2 separate regions of the Mus musculus genome follow, and region 2 is linked to region 1. The links are chromatin contacts, called in public HiChIP or PLAC-seq maps. All regions are on one chromosome and are shown on one strand. Each heading gives the region's core, a stretch centred on a gene start, on an enhancer-like site or on the middle of the called end of the contact. The rest is flanking DNA. Distances are from core to core; before and after follow the strand shown. Region 1 overlaps Ppp1r9a (protein phosphatase 1, regulatory subunit 9A). Region 2 holds the start of Peg10 (paternally expressed 10).

Region 1 (7,817 bases), core at 2,568-5,067:
GCATCCTTCGAGGTTTGCTATCATAATAGTGCTGGAACCAGTTCCCCAAAAATGCTAAGGGACAACCAAATTGTACTGTAATACAAGTGTTTCAATATATTGAATCTCTCTCTCTCTCTCTCTCTCTCTCTCTCCTCTTTCCTCCCTCTCTCTCTTCCCCTCCCTCCCTAACCCCCCTCTATCACACATGCACATTACCCTCTATTGTAGGATGAATGAAAAGAATCAAAGTGGAAACTTATGGGTTCTTTGGAAAGTCAGTTGTGTTGGATGGTGTTTCTCTGGGGCAGATGTGAGGAGTGTTTTACTGAAGTGGTCACAAGTAAAAGGATGTTTCGCTAAGACAGACACTTGAAGGAATGTCTTGCTGAAGCAGTCACAGGTGAAAGAATGTTTTGCTGAAGCAAACACATGAAAGGACACTTGAAGGATTTGTCGCTAGCGACACACATGTATTGATTCACTTTATAGTGCATAGTTGAGCTTTGTTCATTGTGACTCTGTAGTGAAAAATGCACCAGAAAACTCCTGGTGCTGTTCTGGTGGCTTCCTGCTGCTTCTGTGGACTCATGTGGTACTTTGCTAAGACAGAAACTCACTTGCTAAGGCAAGATCATGCACACATGTAGATGTTTGGAGGGAGTATAAATAGGACTCAAGGGACAGTGACAGGAGGCTTGCATTGCTAGCTGTGCAATGCTTTGTTGGTCTCCAGTCTCCACTGAGAGAGGAACTGCTGAGGACTTCTCCTGGCACCCCTGGTGGTCCTGGCCCCTCCTTGCTGACTCATACCAACTCAGCTGAGGCCTGGCTGCCTTTGCTATGTTGTGCCACCTGTGCTGTTGCTTCAGGTTTGCTATCCGGACACGGCTGGACTGCTCATCTTCGTGAGGTGTTTGCAAGTGGATCAAGCAGCCACTGCTGCTATTTCCTGTGAACTGAACTGCTGACTTCCTGAGAAGGTAGACTGGATATGCTCCGAGGAACAATTCCTAAACAGGTCCATTTCCCCATATCCTAATCACCTTTCTTTCCCACTATCGCTGGTGGGTGGTGGGCCAGAAGAGAGGTTAAAGCCTTTAAAAAACCTTTAATAAAATTGGGGTTGAGAAAAATTAAAGCTACAGTGCATTACTCCAATAGTGTAACACAATATTGTTTACCTGAACACAGGCAGCGCAACACTGCAGAGCTAACAATAGAAATTTAAATGTAACACGAGGAGGATACCATATATAGCATTGATGAACAAAGTAATGGTCCAAAACTTCATTACACTGCTAAAATAACATACAAAATTTGAATTTATTAACTTCTTGCTCCTAGCTGATCCCTCTTACTATTTTAGACTATCATATAGACAAGTGATGGTTTCCTTGTCCCTCCCAAGTGGGACTGAGGCGTCCTCGCTTGGGCATTTCAGCTTGTTGACCTTTTTGAGTTCTGTGGACTGTACCACTGGTATTCTAAACTGTAGATAAGAGAGGACACTCCTGTACATTTTCTGCTGTTCAGAGGGAGAAATTCCCATGAGTCTGATGCCAAATGCTCCTGTCTTATAGAACAGACTTAGGAGATGGTGGGCCACTTTCTACAGGTTGGCAGCAGAGCCAACGCCTTTGAGAAAGTACCACGTTCTTATCTTTGTCATCATTTCAATGATATGAATTTCAGATCCAATCTTGGAAACCTCTACTGTGTGACACAAAGTGTCATTAGATTAGTGTCTAGAAAACCAACATCTATAATATGCAAATATGGGTCAGTCTCTTTCCCTGATCTCAATTTGTGCAAAACAAAGTTATATGAAAACATTTTTCAACAAAACAATCAATAAAGTTTTTAGGGGTACATAACGAAATACAGACTAGCACTCCTAACCTAGAAATTGAAAATGCCTCGCCGGGCATGGTGGCGCACACCTTTAATCCCAGCACTTGGGAGACAGAGGCAGGCGGATCTCTGAGTTCGAGGCCAGCCTGGTCTACAGAGTGAGTTCCAGGACAGCCAGGGCTACACAGAGAAACCCTGTCTCGAAAAAACAACAACAACAACAAAAAAACAAACAAACAAAAAGAAATAGAAAATGCTGAAAAATATGAAACTGTGAAGTTTTAGAAGCCTAACTGGACATCAGTGCAAACAACCCAGAACCCAGCAGCACAGCCGCTCTGGCCCCCAGCAGGCTGGGAGGAGTTCCAAACCCTGCAGCACCTCCTGGCTATCCAGCGCACCACTGCATGCTGAGCAAGCTCAGCTTACTCAACTTGTTGATTTCAATAACAACCTAAAAGTAGGATTGAATGGTGGTTTCCGTAAGAGCGTCTTACTAGCTGATTGGAAATTTGTAATTTCAGTAAATACCTCTCATTTGCGTTCTTACCTTGACACACACACATCACTATTTTAGAGAAGCTCGTGCTCTGAGACAACTGTACAGTGTTATCCTGCTGGTGGCTTGAATCCCAGAGCTGGGATCTAAACATGGGAACATTTGCAAAAAGAGATTTAATCTTAGAACTGAAGGATAATCTGAGACAGGGGACAGAGTAAGTGATGGTCGAGATAGGATGCAGCCCCAGATCCTTCTACACAGCCAATGTCACGGGCAACACACAGCGATACAGTGCATGAGCACAAGACTACTCAAGCTGCCACACTCGGGAACACTTTCTGCCCTTCAGTAACAATAAAACAGATAGACGCAAGGTATGTCAGCAGCAATGAATATCAGTTCTGATTCTCAACGCGTGAACTGGAAATAAGAAGTCAAAATGTGGCCCAAATAATTTTGCTCAAAGCAAACAACTATGGTCTATATAAAAACAGAGTTTTGACATAGGCGACTCCAGGACTTGGTTAGGTAATATTCCATACGTGGGCATTAATTGTGACAATTTTAACAACAGCATGTCATGAATCTGCCATACCTAGTAGTTATTTACCAAACTTACTAAGAAAAACAAGTCATAACACACATGGCTTTTATAATTACCTAGAACTAAACAGGCCTTCTGGGCTCCTTTTATTCAACTATGATAAAACTGTTAAATATCATTTCAAATTGTGTTTGAATTGTTTACAATTTAATACCATAATTAATTGCCTGGTATGAGAGGGACATAGGTTATGAAGATAGATACCATGAAAGGGAACAAGAGGAAGTGAGAGGGTAGGGTAAGGCAAAAGAATATGTAACACGGAAGCAGAAAGGAAGCCCGAGGGGAAGTGGGATATTGGAGGGGGGAAAATCGGGAGTGGGGACAACAGAAACATCTTGGTTGAAAATGTCAACATGGAAGCTAGGTAATACTTCTCTGAATGCTAATGAAAATCTGACTGACTTCCAATGGGCTCAAAACTTGCCCACATTTCAGAACACCAGAAAGGTTCCTTCACACAAGACTTGCTAATAGTGATAGCAAGGGTGCCATTCAACGATGTTTACCCTCCTTTAAGGCTTATGGCCTTGCCGTATGAAAAAGACCGTGACAGCAGTGTGAGCGGGAAGGACTTGGTAGAAAGAGCACACAGAGCCTCTATATGTCTGTGCTCATCAATGCTCCAGTGTCTAGGACAGCGTTTGGGAGCACCCTCCCAGAGGCAGAAAGGATTAAATGAGGCTCTTCAAGCAGAAGGCTCAGCTGTGATACATGCACCCAAAACAGAAGCTGTTTGCCTTGGCTCTTTAAGAATACCTTCTGAGGCTTTCTTGGGACCGACTGGCAAGCAGACTGCTCACACGGAACTCCTTGTTTGCTCAAGCATGGGTGAAAGAGTGAAAGCACAACGTTTGCTCAGCAAAGCTACCTTCCTGCTGCAGGCTCCACTCAAAGAGGCCATTATGTCAATGCAGCCCCACCTCACGCTACCGCTGCAGTGCCCCATTCCTGTCGCCAGGGAACATCTGGGTGCCAAACTCATTTGTGTATGTTAAACAGAATGGTCTTTGTGTATTAAGTACACTAGAGTAGAACTCAGGAACATATTTTGAGTGTTAAACCTCAAAGAAGGCATTTGTTTTTAATATATAAAAAAGCAGATTTGTTTGAATCTTGCACAGAAAACTTACTGTCTATTTAGACAACCACAGTATCTTTTTTATAATCCTAGAAAGCATATCTGATATTTAAATCACTGTGACTTCAAATTAAAATTTACCTAAGCTAACTACATGTATATGAATACTACATTAAATTTACTATCAACTTTTTGCAAGAGTGAGACTATGCTGCCCTGATCATTCTGCCTCCATTTCCAAAATATTGCGAAAACAGAATGTGTCACATTTTATTAAATTTTAAATTTCCTTTCAGCAGAGCATTTGTGATCAATATTTTAAGTTATTCCAAATATTTACTATAAAATGCAAATTCACGTTTTATATTTTCTTTTAATTTTATCTATATTCATGATTATAAATCCTAGCTAATCCAGACTGGATTTGCACCTTTGATTTGCTTTTACTCTGACTAGTCAACATGGCATCAGAGAACCACATTATCTGAAAAGACTAAACATGATCTCTGCTTAGATACTGTTGATCTGCTTCTAGTGCTCCAAGACAATGCAGCATAGTAAAGATAATTTATCCACAGTCACAAGATAGAATTCCAAAAAGGCCCTGTGATGATCTCTCAGGGCTCTAAATTTACAAGGCAGGAAAGAATGAAATACAAACTCTGGAAGCTTATTCTAAAGTCTAAATAAATGAAAATAAATGACATTAAAAGTGCACTCGGTGGAGAGAACTCATGGAAAGCCATAAAACGCACAGGAAGCAAAGACAAGTGAAACTCTTTTATATGACACAGCTGAACCTACAATTTCTCAAAAACAAAACAAAATATTTGAAATATTTTCATTTGTCTATGTCTTAAGACTCAATTTGAAGTAGTCAAATGAGTTCGGATCATATCCAGCCAAGAAGCCATCCTTACCATCATACCTGTCCCCTGCATGCTGGTTCTAAATCTCTACTGTCAACATAACTGGATTCTGTCATTATGACTGGATTCAGAGTCACCTAAGAAACCACATCTGAGCATATTCGTGAAGCCTTTCCAGAGAAGGTTAACCAACGGGGAAAGCCCCATCCTAGTGTGGAGAGAGTACCTTCCCATTAGGATGAGGTTTTGGGTTAAAATTATAAAAAGATGGTAAGAGGAGGCACCAGCTAAGCATCAATCTCTGTCTCTGCTTCCTGACTCCAAACAAAATGCAACCAGCAGACGCATGTTCATGCCGTCACAGCTAGAGCCTCTCTCTGCCACTCCTTCCCCAGGATGGACCATCTACCCAATTAGTGATCCACAACAAGCCCTTCCTTCCCTCTGCCTTCTGCTGCTTCTATCAGTATCTCGACAATCCACCTCGCAAAGTGGCTAGTGCATCTTTTATAATCCATTCTCTACCCCCAGAGCTACACAAAACTGTCCAGCTTTATGCCACTGAAGAATTCTTTAGATTTTCTAGAGCTATGCCTAAGTAGTATGTTCAACACACGTTCCTTTGTGGGGAGTTTCATTTAAATGCAATTTGGGATTGATGGATGAGGCTTACTTCTTTTTGTTGTTGAGAATTGGACCACCGAATAGATAGAACACTGCTATCCACTCCCTTCATGATGACACTTGGGTTGTTTCCAGTTTTGACTACTACAAATAAAAGATGTGTGTGAATATCACATCTATGTGGGTACACTCTTGTCCCTCTTATGTCCACAACCAGGAATGGAATATGCCTTGGAGGCCAGGTGATTAACTTTTTAAGCAATTGTCATATTAAATATTAAATGATGCTCATATTGACATTCACCCCAACTCTGTGTCACTGCTCCTATGACTCCATCTGCACGCCCTTCTAATGGTGCATCTAATGATAGGGACACTGTAACTTTACCACTAATTTCTCTGATGCCAGATTATGCTCATAAACCTTTTATATGCCATGGTCCTTTATTAAATATGATTTTATAATGCCCATAACTGTTTCCACTTCTCACTTCCCATCCAAGGAACTCTATGAGAAAGTTCTTGAGTCTCCCTCTGCCCCTGGAACCCTGACTTTGTCTCTTCAGAATGAAGAAAGCTTTTGTTTGTTTGTTTTTTGGTTTTTGTTTTGTTTTGTTTTGTTTTGTTTTTTCCTGTTCTTTGTATCTGGAGTAGAGCTCAGGGCTTCCTGCTGGGTATCTTGTCACTCCAGTACTAAACCACAAGCAAGCTAAGCCCTAAAGCTTTCTTTACATCTGAAAAGCTCAGTTCAAAGGAAAAAGAAAAGCAAAGGAAAAGACACTGCAGGTTGTGACCTTGAGAGAAGGTTTGAGCTGCAGTCAGGACAACTGCTTCCTCCATTTGGAGATGTCCTTTTGTCCTGGAGGCGAGCCTGACTAAGTGACATCTTGATGCATATGCCCCACACTGTTACTTTCCAACTGGTCATACATCCCCTTACACTAGCTCCTAAGTTGTACTCCACATAGCAATGAAAGAAAGACAGCGGCCTGAAACGAACCAGCAGTTCTTTCTTTTTTCACAACAGAATTCAAATGCAGGCCGCACAGCTGAAGGGAAACCTGCTCAATCCGATATTCAGATATAATCCAATATCCGTGCTTCCTACACTCTTACACGTTAGCGTAACCTCCCTTTCTGAAGTCTCTTTCCCAGGTGACCTTAGTCGTGCCTTTCATTAAAAGGGAGTATACTGTCATGCCCACTGCCAGGAACCTGCTCTTAGATCTAGTGCCCCAACCCTCACGAAATGTATTTTGCCACCTTTATTATATTCTTGATTCATTGAAAATATGGAGCTAACACCATTTTGAAGTGCTTTCTTAAAATTATGTGGCTATTTTATGTATCTTAAATTGCAGACATATACATTTATTCATATGTGTGTGTTTCCATGTGTACACTGTATATTAACCCCTTGAGCTAAGATTTTAGCTATTTTTCAAATGTTCATAGCTTTAAATGTTGCTCTACGCATTTTCCTCTAAGTCCTTCACAAGGAAGAGGAATGGATGGAAAGTGCTCTCCTGCCAAGCTAAAGCCTGACTCACTAAGTTGAGCCTCTTTTAGAATCTAAAGCCACCCAACTGTGAATTATTTTAATGGGGCAGTTGTTCCTTCTAGTAGGGTAGTTTTCAAATGCCAGGGTTGATAATAATTCCTGATTAGTAGTAAATATGTGATTAAACATTCAAATTAAATAAATAAAAATAAGAAATTATACAAGAGAATAGGGATATATAATATATCCATATATAATACACACACACACACACACACATGTGTGTGTGTGTGTGTGTGTGTGTGTGTGTATGCCTTTGTCTTATATGTATGTCTTTGTTGCATATATGGCTCCTATTTTAAAGAATCTGTGACACAGACATGAAAATATACAAATATATAGCTACTATTCTGAACCTCCATATTAAGTCTTAACTTGATAGTTCTGGTTAAAGAAGACCACAAAAACAGATAGCATCTTTATTTCCCTACAACCAGTAGCTCATAAACAGACCAAAATCTGACAGACTTTCCTACAGAAAGAAAAACCACAATCATTGAGAAAGACTAAGTACACTAAGCCACAAAAGAGACTTCCTGTAATTTCCACATTTAAAAGTACAAAATTAACTTTGACACAATTAATCTAGATATTTGTGCCTGAGACTCTTTTCAACTTTAACTATTTAGCATGAAATACTTTGGATATAATGTGCTAATATGAAAAATGTCTTTCAAGAGAGGCTAAATTCCAAAACAGCAGCATTGTTATCTCAAAGAAATTCAGACCGAGTAAATACAGTT
Region 2 (7,817 bases), core at 1,919-4,418, 240 kb after region 1:
ACAGATGTTTAATTAAGCCAGTTGTAACCATTTCTGTCCTGCAATGTAACCACCCTGTTATATCACATGAATTTGAAATGTCAATATGTAGCATTAATAACCCACTTGCCCCAAATTTAAATTAGCTTTTTATGAAAAAAGCTAATTACTTGGGACACCAAATAATTAGCTTTTTATGAAAAAAGCTAATTACTTGGGATAACAAATAATTAGCTTTTTATGAAAAAAGCTAGTTATTTGGAATATAATTTAGTTGGTTCATATTATAATTACAGCTTACAATACTGAAGTTCAAAACCATACTTTTTTAAAAAGAAACTTTTAAATGTGTTTTCAAAAGGGCCAGCAACTCAACTCAGGACAGCAAAGCTCCTTAAGAAAAAGGAACAAAATTTCAAAAAACTTGAAGTCCCGCAGCAAGACAATGAATAATTAATTTATTCTGGCCATTTAACACACATTTAATAAATCCTTACTATGTGCCAAGCACACTTTACTATATGTAGGCAGGTCAGCCAGGGCTAATCACCTAGAATGTTTAAGAAATAACAAAAACAACAACAACAACAATGACAAACCTTTTCTATTCTAACAAACATCTCTCTCAGAAGCCAAGCCATGACACTAAAGCCCCTGAAAACTCCTAAGAAACACAGTGCTAGTCACCTCTGGCTTTGTATTTTCCAAAGCATTTAATTCCAGGAAGTCCAATGGTGTCTTGATCAAATAATTAAATATGAAAATATTTTTAAATTTAATTTTTAATTTAAAATAAGTAATTGCCTTCATTGCTTCAAGGCATCAGTTAGGCCTTTTTAAAAGTTCCCATATCCCCCACTATCAGGAGTTTTAATTGTGGGATCTTTTTATTTAATAATGCAATGCACTTATTAAAAGTGCTTATGCATGTTAGGTATACTTATTATTATTGTTGTTAATTATTCTTATTATTCTTCTATTTACTAGACACCTGTGGACAAAAAATAAAACCGCGCAACAGAGAAACCGCAGGGAGGCGGGGCTGTGCAGCCAGGCTCAGACAGGCAGAGGCGCACATGCGCACTGGAGGCAAACCTGAAGGGAGGGGTTGCAGCCCGCATTGCGCAGGCGCAAGCAGGCTGGGGGAAGGCGGGGCTCTGGGCCACCTTGGAGGAGCTCTGGGAGGAGCTGAACAGTAAGAGAGGCGGGGCCTTGGGGGCGGGGGCTAGGCAGGCCACCTCAGAGGAGGCGGGCCTTGGGGGTGGGGACCAGGTAGGCTGGCTCTAAGGCGTCAGCACTTGGGAGGTTGGGCCTGTGGAAGCATGTTCTGGAAAAGCGCGCGACAGGCGAGGCGCGCGGCCTCTCTGCAGATGAGGCAAGGCTAGATGGGCGGGGCAGGTCTGAGACTGGCTACAACAGGGCTGCAGAATGACTGCATGCCTCCCCCCGCCCCCCTACCTCCCCAGACCCCTCCCACCAGCTCCCAACCACCAGATCCCTTCCGTGCAGCAAGAGTGAATCCCCCACCTCCCACCGTCCCATCATCTCCCACCTCCCATCATCTCCCACCTCCCATCATCTCCCACCTCCCACCTTGGCTTCGTGCCCACCCAGAAAACCGGACAGTTTCCACAAACTGTTGCTGGACACCCATTCGTGTCCCCAAGTCCAGTGCACCGTCACCGTCACCTCAATCAATCACCACTAGACAAGGCAGGCCATTCCGCCATCTCCAAAATCCAGCACCCCTCCACTCCACTGCCATAAGCAGGAGTTACGTGGGCAGAATGTTAAAACCAATTTTGGCCTCCCAGGGCTCCATTTTGTTTACCACCAGCACCACCACCATCATGCAGATAGCCGTCCGACAGGAAAACGGAGCCAGTTTTGACCCGAAAGGTGAACTGTGTTGTCCCCTCACCAAGGAGAGATACGTTCTCTCGTCTTCCCAACGCTACTTTCTGTGTCACTTAAGAGGCTGCAGGTCTTATGCCTGTGCCGCAGTTTGTAGCGCATTTTCTAAATTCACTCTTGTTGCGCTTTTGCGTTTGGTTACTCTCCTGCAGCTTTCCAAATTGAATACGTGAAACACGAATCGGTTTTGGGTATCACCGTAGTTCGGGCTGGTTTGTGGCGCATGAAGCGCCCCGTTCGCCCCGTTCACAGGTTCGCCTGTTCGCCCGTTTCATTTGCTCGTTCGTACGCTGAAGCGCATGAAGCGCCCATTAGTACAGTGAAGCGCATGGCGCGCCCATTAGTACAGCGAAGCGCATTAAGCGCTCATTAGTACATCGTAGCACATGAAGCGCCCATTAGTACAGCGAAGCGCATGAAGCGCCCATCAGTTCGTAGCGTGTGAAGTGCCTATGAGTATTTTGTAGCGCATGAAGCGCCTATGAGTATTTTGTAGCGCATGAAGCGCCTATGAGTATTTTGTAGCGCATGAAGCGCCTATGAGTATTTTGTAGCGCATGAAGCGCCTATTAGGATTTTGTAGCGCATGAAGCGCCCGTTAGTTTATCACAGCGCAAGACGCGGCCGTCTGCAGTGCAATCCGTTCGTAGCGCGGCACTTAAGAGTGCAGAGCCAGTCACTTTGCAGCGTATTTGGGGAGCTCATCACAATTCGGTCAGTAGCTCATGTGCGTCTGCAGCTCATCGCTGTCCGCAGCTCATGTGTCTACCGACCATTTCTGGACGCGAGTCGTGGAAACCGAATTCGCGGACCCGAAGCCGTGAAGACTTGCTTTCCACGCTCTCGTCTCAGGATCTGGCCACTGAAGGCTTGACAAAATTTGCGAGGAGATATTTTGGGGGGCGCTACTTTTATCTCCCGCAGCTCCCGATGTAAAACGGGGATTGCGTGTGACCGTTTTCTTGGAGTTAAAAAAAAAAAAAAAATCCTAACCATACTCACCACACGAGGATTCCTCTGCGATGCCACGAAGGATGAGGGGTCCCGCGACGGCCCGGTCCACTGGGTGACCGCGGTCCGGAGAAGGCTCCGGACCGCAGCCCGCGCAGCAGACCTAGGCGAGGCTCGGTGGACCTTCTCGGTTGGCTGCTCTCCCCAGGTCGTAGTTGGTCAGGATTCTTCGACACACACCAACTCAAGTTGGAAACGCGTGTATCGGGAGTCCGGACTGCTTGCCTTATATAGAGAGATCCTAGGAGGGGGGGCGCCAAATCCCAGCGTGCTTCGCGAGCAGCGGGGGCGGAGGGGGGCGCGTGGGCGGGCGCCTTGGGGGATGGGGTGGGGGCGCGGCATGCACTGCTTTGGCCCGCCGCTAGGGGCAGCATGGGCTCAGGAAGGGGGGGTGCGCGATGCTGAACTGGCCAAGCTGGGAGGAAAAAAAGAAAGGGAGGGGAGGGGAGGATCGAGGACGGTTGGCTTAGGCAGGCCAAGAATGCTATTATTCTGGTGGTGGGAGCTGGGAGACCCTTGTGCTTGGACGGGAAAGGGTCGGGGGACACTCAAGATGAGCCCCGCGACCACTGGCACATTCTTACTGACAGGTTAGTGGCCTGCGCGCGACATGGAGGTTCAGGGGCCCACAGGCCGCCGCCTCACACTCCCCCACTCGGGTTCCGGGGTACCAGGGCGTGCCCAAAGGGTGCTAGTCCCGCTCTATGCCCAATGCCTCCCCCTCACAGCACCCCTCTTTCAGGACACCCTGCAGCCCACCTTTTGGGCCAAGTGGGTCCCTCCCCAGGCTTGACCCCTGGCCTTCTCTTTCTCTCTGCACCCCCACGGCCCCTCCCTGTCCAGCAGGGCAGGAATTCAGCTCCAGTTTCCATTAAGAAGGGCGCCCCTCCTCGCCCCCCCAGCCTAGTGGTGGACATCTTCTGATCCCTGAAACAGACTTGGGGGGTCGTTGCCCCTCGGGGTGGGGATGGGGGTTTTATCCCACAATTGAGACTCCCTGGCCTAGATGTGAACCAAAGGACATGTCTGGCCAGCTGCTTTCTCTCTTACACAAAGATGTACATCTTTTCTCATTTTCTGGGATCTGGTTGAGAGAGAAAAAGACCACCAAAATGTGACATTTAAAAGATCGAAGCCCCCCCCCCCCCGCGCGCTTTTTTTTTTTTTTTTTTTTTAAAGCATATTTCCTGGTGGCGCGAACCTGATTTTTCCTTAGGTTTTACCGAACACGGAAGCAGGATCATGAAATTCTGGGAGCCAAACGGCGGTGTGCAGGTCAGGGTCAACCATGGCTGGGGGCCAGAGATGCTGCAAACAGCACCCATTGCCCTACTAAATACGTTACGAAGGGAAAGCAAGAACAATTGAAAACAGCTGTGGATGCTTCCAATGTTCTTGGCGGGCTTTGGAAGCCTTCAGCTACGGACTTTGTGAGGTTTACACGGAGACCTCAGCTTCCCCCCCCACCCCGCGCCGTTTTATGTTTCTAAATCTTGTGGGTGAATGAATGTTTTGGGGAGCAGTAACTGTAGGTTCAAACCTTTGAAACAGGTCACCGAGACTCAGCTCCAAGCATTTCCTTGGCTTGAAACATAAACCTGTAAATTTTTTTTGTTTGTTTGTTTGTTGTTGTTGTTTTGTTAGAGAAATTTGCAAAGGAACAAGGCATTCAAATACTGACTGGGAAAGGATGTTAAATAAAACCTTAATTCGGATTCCCACCTAAGCTGCTCAAAGTCTTAGGTGCTGAGAAAATTAACAATCTGTTGCTAATCTTTGTCAAAAAAGTTAAGGTTAAAAGGAAAATCAAATTGTCTACAACTGAGTTAGATTTATAAATCACAGATGAAACATATTTGTTTTTTAAAGACTAAAACTGAGCATATTTCAGCAATACTTCTGCAGCATTTTTTTTCCTTAAAGGAAAAACAAGACTTTGACCCATTGTGAACGACAGGACCCTGCGCTGTACAAAGCATTAAGCTTTTTAGCACTAAGCAAAACTCATTCATTTCCTGGGAATCTACTTATTAGAAATTAAATGTTGACCTCCAGAAATAAATAAGTGCAGATTTCCAAGAGCAAAGGACATTTATCTAGGAAATTGGGCGAACATAATCATTACTTTTAATTTAAAAGTGTTTATCCTTTTCTGCAAGACAGACTGATTCCAGGATTTTAAAACAATGTTTATTTAACAGTCCCTGTTCCGGTGACTGCGGGACTCTCATATGCTTACGAGCAATTTCTTTCACCCTCAAAGTTAATTCACCAAGCTGTTCACTGAGAGCTTTTTAAGAGTTCACTTTTAAAAAACTGACACTTACAGAAAACATGGATCTAAAAAGTAAGGAAAATTCAAGTTTTAAAAATCACCCATCTTTCAGAGCTTAAATTTATTTGACTTTTTCATTTCAAAATGTTAGCCAGTATTTTTATTTTTTGATTGATTGACGGCCTAAAAAATAGATATGGCTTTGTTGGTACTTGTGTAATAATAGTAATTCTCTCTCATGGTCCAAGTTCCAGAAGGTACCTTACTAAGGCAACCAAGATCACCTGTGACATCCTTGGCTTGCTCTGGTGTCGGCAAAGTGCGGTTTGCCCTTCCAGACTTCCCTCTATGCTTACAGAGGGATCTAAAGAATATGGGTTTTTATAGGGTTGTATATACTTTTTTTTCTCAAAATTAAATATTGAATCAAATTAATTTCTTCCCCTGTTTTCTTTCCAAGTAGTGGATTTTGAGCATCAAATAATACTAATTTTACAATTTTCTTTAAAAATAAGCAACATTAAATTAATATTTCCTGATTGAGGTATATGAACAGCAACAACACCTAAGTATTTCAAACCAACGAGCTGAGCCGTGGCTCCCCGCCTCAGGATTATCACATGGAGATATAATTCTGATCAATATCCTTGATGCTTTTTAATGCTTGATACACCTTTTTTTTTTTTAACTTTATTCAAATTATAGTTCTCCTAGGGAAAAGGCAATAGCAGCTGTTTAGGTAAAACTTTCTTGCTAGCTGAAAGAACAAACAATATTTAAGTGAATAGACAAAATTAATTGACACTTGAGCATTTAACTAACATTAAATACCAATATGTCCTAATACTGATAGATTGATAGATAAGATCTTAAGCACTTATGGTATTTACTATCCAGGTGACTTTTAAGATTTTTTTCCCCCGTGTGGATTATTTTGTGCCGGCTTTTCACAAGGGTGAGTGAAGCTACGCCGTGTTACTATGCATCGTTCACTTCACTAGGTAACTAGCTGCTCTTTGTATTGGAACATTTTATCCATTTTTGAAGAGTGCTCAGGAGCTATCATCTCTTGCTTTACCACCATTTTTAGTTCAGAGTGGAGTGACAGAACTCTGTATTAACACTAAGCAGGATTTTGACATCGCACATCTTCTGTTTATACATTTTACCTATTTTGTGGCAATTTGCCCCGTATCTATGAAGCTGTTGATTTATCTCTTATATTTAGGATAAGTTCTAGAGGAGTAAGAAGGTTTATAGTTCAAAGCTAAGGTAGAGATTTCACAAGACAAATAATAGACTACCTATTTGGGCATTTTATCCTTTTTTAATGAGAAATTGATATTGATATGGATATGAATGTGCTTATTTTCTGCCTGTAGTTGGCTTAGCTTCTAGGGTACTAGGAGTAAATCATTTCTAAACAAGATAAAGATTTCACTTTTGAAAGAGTAACTAAGGTTTGAATTGGGTTTTTTTTTTTTTAATCTGTTATTATAACAGCTTGCCATAAATCTAGCAGCTATTGGTTTATCTTGTGTATATATAGCATAACTTCATTTGTGGAGTAAATTATGTCTCTCAGCCAGCTGGAATTTTCACTTGTCTCACAGACTTTACAGACGGCAATGAACACACCATAAAAACGGGCTAGAGATAACCTGAGTGTGACAGATAGCCCGAGTTCAGCTTCAAACACTAGTTTCCCATGGATGAAAATCACCCTTAAAGAAAAGGCTAAAGCAGCAAAGACATGCTGGGTTTTTAAAAATGTTTCAAGTTAAATACTCAGATTGTTTGTGGATCTGATAAGCACAGTGCTTACACATGATGCTTCTTTCCCTCCACAATTAGTCCACACTCCGTTTCTTTTCTATTTGTCCTGTTTGTCCACACAGTCTATCCTACCTGATCTTTTTTTTTTTTCATCTTTACATTTTCATAGTCTCTATTCTAAACATCTAAATATACATCCTGTTTATTATTTATTTTATTTCAGAGTCTCAGTGTGAAAAAGGACCCCATCTAATCAGATGACACGGGTTGGGTTTGTCTGTTCTGTACTTGGGCTAGAAGGGAACCTTTGTACTTTGCTCTGTTTTTGGTTCCTATCCCCTGTTTTCCATATGTTCCTAACCTGTCAAACAGAGAAAGGCAGACAGATAGAGAGATGAACTGCACACACACACACACACACACACACACACACACACACACATGGGTGCGCGGGCACATCATCCAGACTTCTTTTTCTAAAATGCCGTATCTTGTTTTCTAGTCTACTCTTAACTATGTTATCAGCTTATTAAGTCTAAATAGCAATTTGGCGTTGAAAAAAAGGAAAGAGTGGGGAAAGAGAAAGAAGACAATGCTAATGGAAAGAAAGCAAGGCTGATTCTCCCAGGGATCAACAAGTCCTATCAGAGACTATTTTTCTGCTTAGCGTTTTCTGGTTGGAAAGAGATTCTCAATGGTCTAAAGCCATTTGACATCAACTGTGTCCAAGCCAAATTCTCTGCACATGATTTTCATTGTTAATTTTTTTTAAAGATGTGTAACTGTAGTAAAGATAGCAATGAATTAAACAACGATAACAGCAAAACCCAAACAGTCTCACAGCCTGCCACAGACATTTGCA

The links. HiChIP or PLAC-seq counts read pairs in DNA pulled down with a chosen protein or histone mark.
Region 2: an H3K4me3 HiChIP or PLAC-seq map of embryonic limb bud shows a contact between it and region 1, with 4 times the contacts expected there. The contact joins the promoter of Peg10 here to the enhancer-like site in region 1. A contact is called at or near these places in 4 of 39 promoter capture datasets (embryonic stem cells, hippocampal neurons, liver and 1 more), 6 of 484 Hi-C or Micro-C datasets (embryonic fibroblasts, embryonic stem cells, forebrain and 1 more), 8 of 115 datasets of contacts at active chromatin or transcription factors (embryonic hindbrain, embryonic limb bud, embryonic stem cells and 2 more) and 2 of 9 other capture datasets (adipose tissue and pancreatic islet).

The regions. Positions count from the first base shown.
Region 1 is chr6:4,978,826-4,986,642 of GRCm38.p6, reverse strand. The region is part of intron 2 of Ppp1r9a (protein phosphatase 1, regulatory subunit 9A); the gene reads right to left. Among named protein-coding and RNA genes, the nearest start is that of Gm52886, 72 kb to the left of the region's middle. Within about 2 kb of position 3,817, at least 72 of the 459 cell types and tissues checked have an H3K27ac peak or open chromatin away from gene starts, as enhancers often do. A contact at or near this core is called in embryonic limb bud, embryonic stem cells and forebrain, where this site is marked.
Region 2 is chr6:4,742,657-4,750,473 of GRCm38.p6, reverse strand. It overlaps Peg10 (paternally expressed 10), which reads right to left and starts at 3,168. Exons shown (of 2, transcript NM_130877.2): 1 at 2,896-3,168. Sgce (sarcoglycan, epsilon) reads left to right here and starts at 3,270. Exons shown (of 11, transcript NM_011360.3): 1 at 3,270-3,494. The coding sequence starts at 3,386.